2 separate regions of the Cyprinus carpio genome follow, and region 2 is linked to region 1. A link is a contact called in public Hi-C data. All regions are on one chromosome and are shown on one strand. The core of a region is the stretch at or near the end of the contact, and the rest is flanking DNA. Distances in the headings are between cores, read along the strand shown. Region 1 has its middle 33 kb from the start of irf4a. Region 2 holds the start of LOC109062829 (forkhead box protein F2-like).

Region 1 (4,469 bases), core at 998-3,497:
TTTGTAGTTATATCTTTAACTACACCATACCAACAAACCTGTCTCTAAACTTACCCATAAGTGATAAGAAAAAGTGTTAAAAGGGTAACACTTTATTTTAAGGTGTCCTTGTTACGCATGTCACATGTACTTAACAATAAATGATGCATAATTACATGCAAGTAACCCTAAGCCAAACATTAACCATATAGTAAGTACATGTAGTTAATTAATAGTACGTAATGTGATTACACTCTAACAATGAGCTCTTAACATAAAGTGTATCCGTGTTTTGCAACGCAACATGAACACAGTAAGTGCTTTGTACCTAACAATTATTTTTTCATATGTAAGTATAATCTTAAATATTTAATAAAACTTATTTAGATAACCAATATAAAGAGGGACCAATTAAGTTACCTTCATTTTGCAAATAAACCAAATATGTCTCCGTTCATACCTTATGAAAATAAACACATTATTCCATAAAAAAAAAAAAAAAATCCATAACTATTTCATTGTAGACTGAACTTTTCAAACCAAAATAAAGATTTATGAAATGTTTGCATATTTGATTACAAATTTGCTTATTTGTTGGACTTTTTTTAAATTTGATAGTCCACTTTAGACAGTGAGTAACTTTGCAACTACATGTCAAATTAGAGTATTAGTAGATTGCCTGTTTAATATCTTCTAACACTTTATTCTGATGCGTACAAACGCACTGACTATAAGAAACTTTACAAGTGTATGTCAACTAACTCTAAATCTAACCCTACAGTCTACTCGGAGAGTTAGTAGACATGTAGTAGCGAAGTTACTTACTGTTAGTAGAATGTCTAAAGGGGACTAGCAAAATAAAATTAATACATTTGAATGTTTTGATAATTTCATATGTTAAAAATAAAAAAATAAATAAAAATGACTCTCATTGCAGCCTGATATAGCTATTCATATCTGATTAAATCGTATTTTTAAACAGAATAAACCCGGTGTTATCACGCGCAGCGCATATTTCGGTGCAGCGCGCGGCGGACTGTTCTCGGGCTCGAGCTGTGTTTGCGCCTGGGTGTGTGTGAGGGACAGAGAGAGAGAGAGAGGCTGGCACTGGTCGAGCTGGGTGGTTTGTGTGTGATTTTCAGATGACAGCTCTATGGGTGGTCCCAGCGGTGCGAAAGCCCCCGGCAAATTAAGCAACATTGTACACTCTCTTCCCTTTTAAAAGCCGACAGCTGCCCGTGCGTCTCAGATGTTTAACTTTTAGGTTAAGTAAATCAAACACCGAGATCAAGGCGAATGAATACATCATCTATAAAAGTGGTCAGACTCTCAGCGAGGGAAAAGCTGTTTGTCAAAGAGCGTGAACGAGATCAGATCAGTTCAGTGAAATGAAGTCAGCAGCACATTAAGGGAAGAAACGCGCAGGCTTTCCGACTGAAGAGATCATGCTCGGAGAAAGCTTAAGGTCTGTGGGTCTAGTGGTCTATTTTGGGACGGAGGTGGCAGAGCTCTGTCACTCAGCGTGACTGGCAGAGGTCCAGGACATTTTCAATTTCAGGAACTGGAGGTAAAACAATAAACAAGGCCCCTTCATTCTTGGATCCCTGATGGGAGATAAAAAAGGGAAGGCATGAACATAGACAGAACAAGCAGAACATACAGCCTCCCGCCGTCTCTTTCTCTTCCTCTGCCGCTTTTCTGCTTCTCTCACTCTGACACACACACACACACACACACACACACACACACACACACACACACACACACACACACACACACACACACACACGCACGCACGCACGCACGCACGCACGCACACACAACGCTGCTTTGGTAAAGTGTGGACTAGATTTCAAAGATCAATCACATTTATTTAAAAACTTAATTTTAATTGAAAGTGACATCACCTGGAGTTTTCAGAGGAATTCTACTCTCATTTAACATTCATAATTTGTTGACAGAAATAAATTTCAGTTTTTTACACTATTTATAGAAGTCATATTGTTGATTCTAAAGCTAAAAGGCCATAAACTTTGACAACAGAGATACCAGCAGCCGCTTGCCCCTCAAAAATCAGAATATCCCAAACATATACATTTTGATTCATTTACTATCACTTCATGACATTATTCAACAGAATATTTAAAATCTCACTAAGCTTGAATTCTGAAATTTTTATCATGTTTCATAGCATGGCTGTGATAAAAGTTACATTATTAAAGAAAAAACTTGAGTGGCATCAAATTTATGTTGTGGTTGTGGCCATGACACAAATATATTACTGCGCCACAGAAATCAACCCACTAAAAATGCCAGTGAAAGCTATATCTAAGCCATAAAAAAACATTAATACATCATAAACCTTTCCATACTCGCTTCATAACACAACTCGCATATAAACAGGGTTCTGTGGTAGGACAGGGTTGTGTGATGTAACCAGCAATTTCCACGAACAGGGTGCAAAACAAGGTCTGAAACTCTTAAAAATAAACACTTTCAGTACGTGAAACTAAATATATTTAGTTGCATTATTTTATAAGAGGTTTTCCAGTTTTTTTCAACCTCAATCTTTCATTTCACAGCACTAGAACAATAAATAAGCAACATAAATCAGAAAATATATGATTTTGTTTTAAATGCAGTTTTTTTTTTCAATAATGGCATATACAAAAAACAAACAAACAAAACAAAATCATTTTTATTTTTCTTACTTTAACGCCTCTATGATGCTTTTTGGGAAATAATAAAACAGACGAAAGTACTCTATTTGTCTACATTTGTGGAAAAAGTGAAATCTTAAATAATCCCATGACGTTGTCTCTGTTCAGTGACGTCTGAAATGCTCTTTCACATTTTCCAACTGTTTTAATAGGACTGAGAATTTACACACCAGTCCATCCTCTACACACACACACACACACACACACACACACACACACACACACACACACACACACACACACACACACACACACACACACACACACACAGAGCACTGGAGAGGTCTGCTTTTCATCAGCGTAGGCCAGCACCAGCTGGAAGCTCTCTCACTGTCTATAATCCATTATCGGAGCAAATGGATGTACTCCCAAAAGAGATCCTTCAGAGCTAAACATGGACAAAAGACTCCGACCCCCCAATCATCTCTCCAACAGTGACTCAGCAGCACAGAAACAAACCTCACATTGTTTCAGAACCCAATGCGCGGCGGTCAGGAGGTCGAGATCACATTTAGGAGCAAATGAAGATTTTACAGACTGGACAAGTTGAGAGATCTTTTGGTGAAGATCCTACAAACATCAAATCACTCTCTGTACGTCTGTGAAGGTTTGCGCTGGACCTCCCTGAAGAGAATCAGGAGATATCATCTGTCTTAGTTCAGTTTAACTTAGTCCTACAATGAAGTTTCTGTTTATTAATTATAGGGTGAATTCAGGTAAATTCACTTTTAGTTGACTGAGAAAAAAAAAAATGTTCCAATTAGCCTGAATTAACCCTGGTGTTTATCAGCAGTGCAGAGACAGATGGTTTCAATTCACGGGAAGTTACTGAAATTGGTCAAAAATACAGGCATCGCTATGCATTGTAGCAAATGCATTCATTGATATTAGCAAATTCAAAAAGGAACAGTGCTGTTTACATTTTTTTTAATTCATTTTTTTATTAAAATGTTTTACATTTCAAAACAAAAGGTTAGAATCTCTCATTAGCACTGCTTTTTATAATAACAGTGTAGGACTGATAATAAAGTCATGTACGTGTGGCTTTACCGGGTGACTCTTTTCCTGTTCAGACTCTTTAATAAACTTTACCCTCTTGTCGACACCTCAGAGAAAAAAAAAACAGCGGGGTCACTGGCCCGGCGTGACCTTTGCTTGTCCTTTCATGACCTCTGTGTTTGTCAGTCTGTCTCGTGATCGACCCGAGTGTTTCTGACAGACCGAGACCGTCGGGTCTTTCTGTCTCCGTTTCCTGCAGTTACACTCCAGATTTATGACCTCCGGGCCGCTGTGTCATGCCAGAGTCATGGCTTTTCTCTTTCCCGTCCCCTGCATGAGTTCAAATGATATAGTTTATATTATTACAGATTCAGTATTTGCTATTATGCATTCATTTATGCTTCAAAAAGTGGCAGCTTGTAGCTACTGTATTAAAAAGAAGAAACAGCTAATAGCAATAATACTAATACTAATACTATATTTATTATTAAATATTATATTATATATTTAATATTAAATATTGCAGCCTTATACTTTTAGGGTAAATTGGGATCATTGGGGGAAAGAAAAGTCCCAATTATGTTTTTCTTTTACTTGCTTGCACACATTTTCAAAACTATGCCTCTTTTTTGTAATTTGTTTGAACTTTACACACAAATCCAAGAACTGCACACACAAAAAGCACTGCATTCAAAATATCACAAACACATCTCAACTGCGAACACCTTTGCCATAATATTAATACCTGTTCAATTTTTGTCTGTTACATAG
Region 2 (4,469 bases), core at 595-3,094, 66 kb after region 1:
ATATATGTGTAGGCCTATCCTTTATAGTCACAAATGTTATTCAGATAATTTAAATCATTTATTAGACACCACTTGCTCCTGCCAAACTAAAAAGAAAAAGAAAAGAAAAAATCGACCTTAACTTCTACGTATGAAGTGTAACGTGACGTCAAGGAGAAAGGCATTAGCACCAATCAAACTGACAAGGCCTGTTGCCATTTATGGCGTTTCAAGTGTCTATCATCTGGAGAGACTATACTGCAACCTACAGGATGTAATGTACAATATCTACTGCACAACAGCAAGCAAAAGTGTGACATTTCAAAAACAAGATTATTGTAATTACATTTATTTTGCACGGTCAAATGGTACTCTTTTATAAAATATAAATAACTGGTTTTATAGGCATCCCATTTTGTTTATTTTCCTTTTTTTTGTATTTTTCATATCAAAATGAAGATGAAAATTAAAACCCACGTCAGTAATTCCCCAAAGAGCGTAATCTTTGTTATCATCATGTAGTTTATTTGTTTGATTGCAATTTAAACAATTGCTGAAGTTGTTGGACTTGTGAGGGAGAGAAACATTCGTCATTCCTAGGCGCCTCGAGAACTCAGGGCTTTGTTTTTTTCCTCGCAGAGTTTCCCCGAGAGCGGACACAGATATATTTAGCAATTCAATATTTATATTTTCTGCCCAGAACTGCAAATATCCGTCCCCCGAAGTGCCTCTTGTCACGCGGAGAGTAAAAACCTCTAATATCGGCATCATTCAGCTCTTAGCAGTGACAAACAGCCTTCAAATGCGCACTCGGAGAGTCCACGTCGATTTGTCACCTTTAGTCAAAAGGTCACCTACAACAGTAGAGGATTCCAGCAGTCTAGTACAACAATATTATCCGCGCAACGAGAAACCTTCAAAGTCTCTCGCGTATTTTCCTTCTGCACCGAGCAAGGCTTTTTCTAAGCCAAGCGTGCATCCTGAACGCAGCAGGGATAGCGGGTTTGATGTTGCCGGGAATTTTTGAGGCGATTATTTTCTTTACCTTTATTGTTATGACGAGGGCTGATTTTATCTCCACATCCTTTTGTTGGCTTTGATAAAGATGTGAGGCTGCTTGTTTCTGCCTATGAGGCAAGGCTGTGAATATTGCACCGCATTGCTTGCATTCGTATATTTTAGTGCGCGTATTCATGACGAAGCCAAATTAAAAAACACCAACTGTTGTGAAGGCCTAATGTTTAAACTGTAAGAGGCCAGTAAACAGTAGTAGAATCGATTAGTTTACAGAGCAAATAAATATACACGCACTAAGAATTGTTTAAAATAGGACTAATCATTGATGCTTGTAATGATAATAAAACAAAATTCGTTAATAATACAACCGACTACTTAGATTATGCAATCATAAAAAATATATATTATTATTATTATTATTTTGCATGCACGGTTGTTTTTGTTTTAATTAAACATTTAAAATAATTTCAAGTGACTTTGCGCATTTATTGTTGTTTTTCTTTCACGATAATCACGAATGTTGCATTGAAATGGAGATTTTTTTCTTTCTTTCTTTTATTTTTTCGTATGGCCAATTAAGCTCACTTTCCACAATTAATTAGTCCCTCTCTCAGGGGGGATGATAGGGGTCTGGGATGGTAAACTGACACTGCGCTGTGTGTGGTATCCGAGCACTGGCGCAGCGGCTGATGGAAAAAGCCTGCTTCCACTCATGTCAAAATCATTTATCCAGAACAGCCCTTTGCAAGAACTTGTATACACTTGGAGACGGACTTTTTTCGCCCACCCCCATCATGCGTACTTGACAAGATGCTCAACCAGGTCACTGCCTTACGTGCTCGCATTCTTCTCTCCTAGGTGAAGCGATGAACTCTTGCTTCGTACGTTGTTCCCTCGACGGTCAAACACACTAGAAGTGCTTTTCTATTTCAACCTCACGTCCTCCAGTGCCAGAAATCTCACCAAAACACGCCATTAATTACTGGAGCTCTGACAGCCTTCGCCCCGGTGTTTGGCGTGTGGCGCTGTTGATTGAAACGTCGGACTAGGCTTGATAAATGGCGTTATTGCGTGTATTTAGGCTGTCAGAGGGGAGGTGGGGAGTCTCTCTGCTCGGACTCTGCACAGCCTCCTGCCAGACCGATAGCTGGAGGCATGCCAGACATGGAAAAGGGGTGGGTCTCCGCAGTTTGAGAAGATTTCTTGGAGGAATTTAGCGGGGATCTAGGGGGCAGAGAGAGATTTACGAATTGATAGGTGGTCGCGTTTTGTTTGGCCGCACGTCTTTGCGCCAGAGGACTCTGGAGCATTGAGTTTCCTTCTCTTAAAGGATTAGTCTTCGCGATGGCCACCAAGAGACTAAGGAGGGGTCGCTATCCTGGCGACACACATCTGGTGGCTTCAACCAGGAGCACAATTGTGGCGCACTGACCTCGGAGAGACACTGGCTTTTAAGAGAGATTTGCTTGGAGTACGCGACGTTTCTCCCGTATTTTTAGCCCCGACTCGCATTCTTTGAAGACTGAACCCGTCTTTTTACATCCGTCCATCTTCGTTTGGGCTACAAGGCTTAGCAATGACGACTGAGAGCTCTCAGCAGCAGCTGGACACGCCGGCTCCCATCAGATCCAGCCCCGCATCCAGTGCCATGCACTCGGCGCTTCAGGGCACGCAGACAGTGGTGGAGAGCACAGCTGCGACCGGCAGCAAGGGCAAGAAGTCCAACTCGGGCATGAGGCGCCCCGAAAAGCCGCCTTACTCCTATATCGCCCTCATAGTCATGGCGATACAGAGCTCTCCGACCAAAAGGTTAACGCTGAGTGAAATCTATCAGTTCCTCCAAGCGCGTTTCCCGTTTTTTAGGGGTTCCTACCAAGGCTGGAAAAATTCCGTCAGACACAATTTGTCTCTTAACGAGTGTTTCATCAAACTTCCCAAAGGCCTCGGGCGGCCGGGAAAAGGCCACTACTGGACCATCGACCCCGGGAGCGAGTTCATGTTCGAGGAGGGCTCTTTCCGACGCAGGCCCCGTGGTTTCCGAAGGAAATGCCAGGCTCTCAAACCCATGTACCGCATGATGAACGGCATCGGCTTCGGCGCTTCGATGCTGCCCCAAAACTTCGACTTCCAGTCGCCCTCCGCGTCGCTGGCCTGCCACGCCAACGGCTACAATCTGGACATGATGAGCAACCCTGTGCCTGGCGTTCACGCGGGTTACGATGGCCTCAGTACAGCAGGCCATCATGTCTCACACATGTCGCCCAGCTCGGGTTCTACATACATGACGGCATGCCAAGTCGCTTCCAACGGCGAGTACGGCCCAGAAAACAGCAACAGTCCGCTGCACTCTCCGCCGGCCATGAGCGGCTCTCTGGAGTGCCATTCGCCGTATGGAGCCGCCTCGGCACATTGGGCTTCATCAGGTGTGTCTCCTTACATTAAACAGCAGCCGCTAGCCTCCAGCAGCCCAAACTCCTCTGGATTACACTCGAGTATGCCGCCTTATTCTCTGGAGCAGGGCTATCTGCATCACAACGGCAGAGAGTCGGCCGACATCTCAGGTAAAGCACGCACTCTTTACAGTCTCTCGATTTGATATTTCTGTATAAAGGTCTAAGAAGGCATTTATAGAATACTTAGGGAGGCTACTCTCTAAAAAATGTTGGGTTGTTTCAATGCAACTTTGGGGTCAAGTATGGACTAACTCAACATTTGGGTTAAAACAAATAATGTAAAAATTTAACCCAACAGCTGGATTAGTCCATATGTGACCCAAAGTTGGGTTAAAACAACCCAGCATTTTTTTTAGAGTGCAGTTTCCCATAAACAAAAATCAATGTAGCTGCTGTTGTTTTAAAAACATTTTAATGTGATGTCGTTTAAAACGAAAAGCCTGCCTAAATATTTTAATTTAAGCACACAAATCAAGTTTGTATACAGAAGGACATGTGTTTTTAGCGGACATCATGTGTAACAATTTAGCCTTTTTCGATGTACTGAAGTAGTACAGATTGTCGAAGCAATTTCATTAATGCTTTTAAAAATGCATTTTATTGCAATCATTATGTCTGTTCATCGATAACTATTTACAATTAGGGACCATAGTATTTATAGAAAGGGCAGATTCCAGAGTCGTGCGAGTTGTATAATCATATATTTTTTATTTATTTTTTTTTATTCCCTCAAACTGGGACATGTATTTTTTTCTTCTTTATTTCTCAGAGGCCTACATGTGTTACGTGTGCTAAGGGCGCATTTAGACTTATGAATTAAAGTTTGTGCGTGGCAGTTGAGAATTATTCACACTCTTTGAGTTGATTTTCCTACACTACTGTTTTGGAGACACAGTATAATTAGGAAAATAGCAGATGTGTGACGCAAAAGGCCTTTGTGAGCTGTTTGCGATTTTTTTATTTTTTATTATTTCCATCATTTCAAAAGGTTAAGAAAACACTGCTGTCTTTGCCAGTAGT

The links. A called contact is a pair of places that touch in the nucleus more often than the background predicts.
Region 2: a contact with region 1 is called in a Hi-C map of liver, with 2.2 times the contacts expected there. The contact joins the promoter of LOC109062829 here to the enhancer-like site in region 1. A contact is called at or near these places in 3 of 8 Hi-C or Micro-C datasets (liver and skeletal muscle).

What each region holds. Positions count from the first base shown.
Region 1 is chrB2:1,789,099-1,793,567 of ASM1834038v1, forward strand. No RefSeq gene overlaps it. Among protein-coding and RNA genes, the nearest start is that of irf4a, 33 kb to the left of the region's middle. Within about 2 kb of position 2,248, at least 1 of the 8 cell types and tissues checked has an H3K27ac peak or open chromatin away from gene starts, as enhancers often do. A contact at or near this core is called in liver, where this site is marked.
Region 2 is chrB2:1,855,470-1,859,938 of ASM1834038v1, forward strand. It overlaps LOC109062829 (forkhead box protein F2-like), which reads left to right and starts at 1,845. Exons shown (of 2, transcript XM_019079900.2): 1 at 1,845-3,557. The coding sequence starts at 2,573.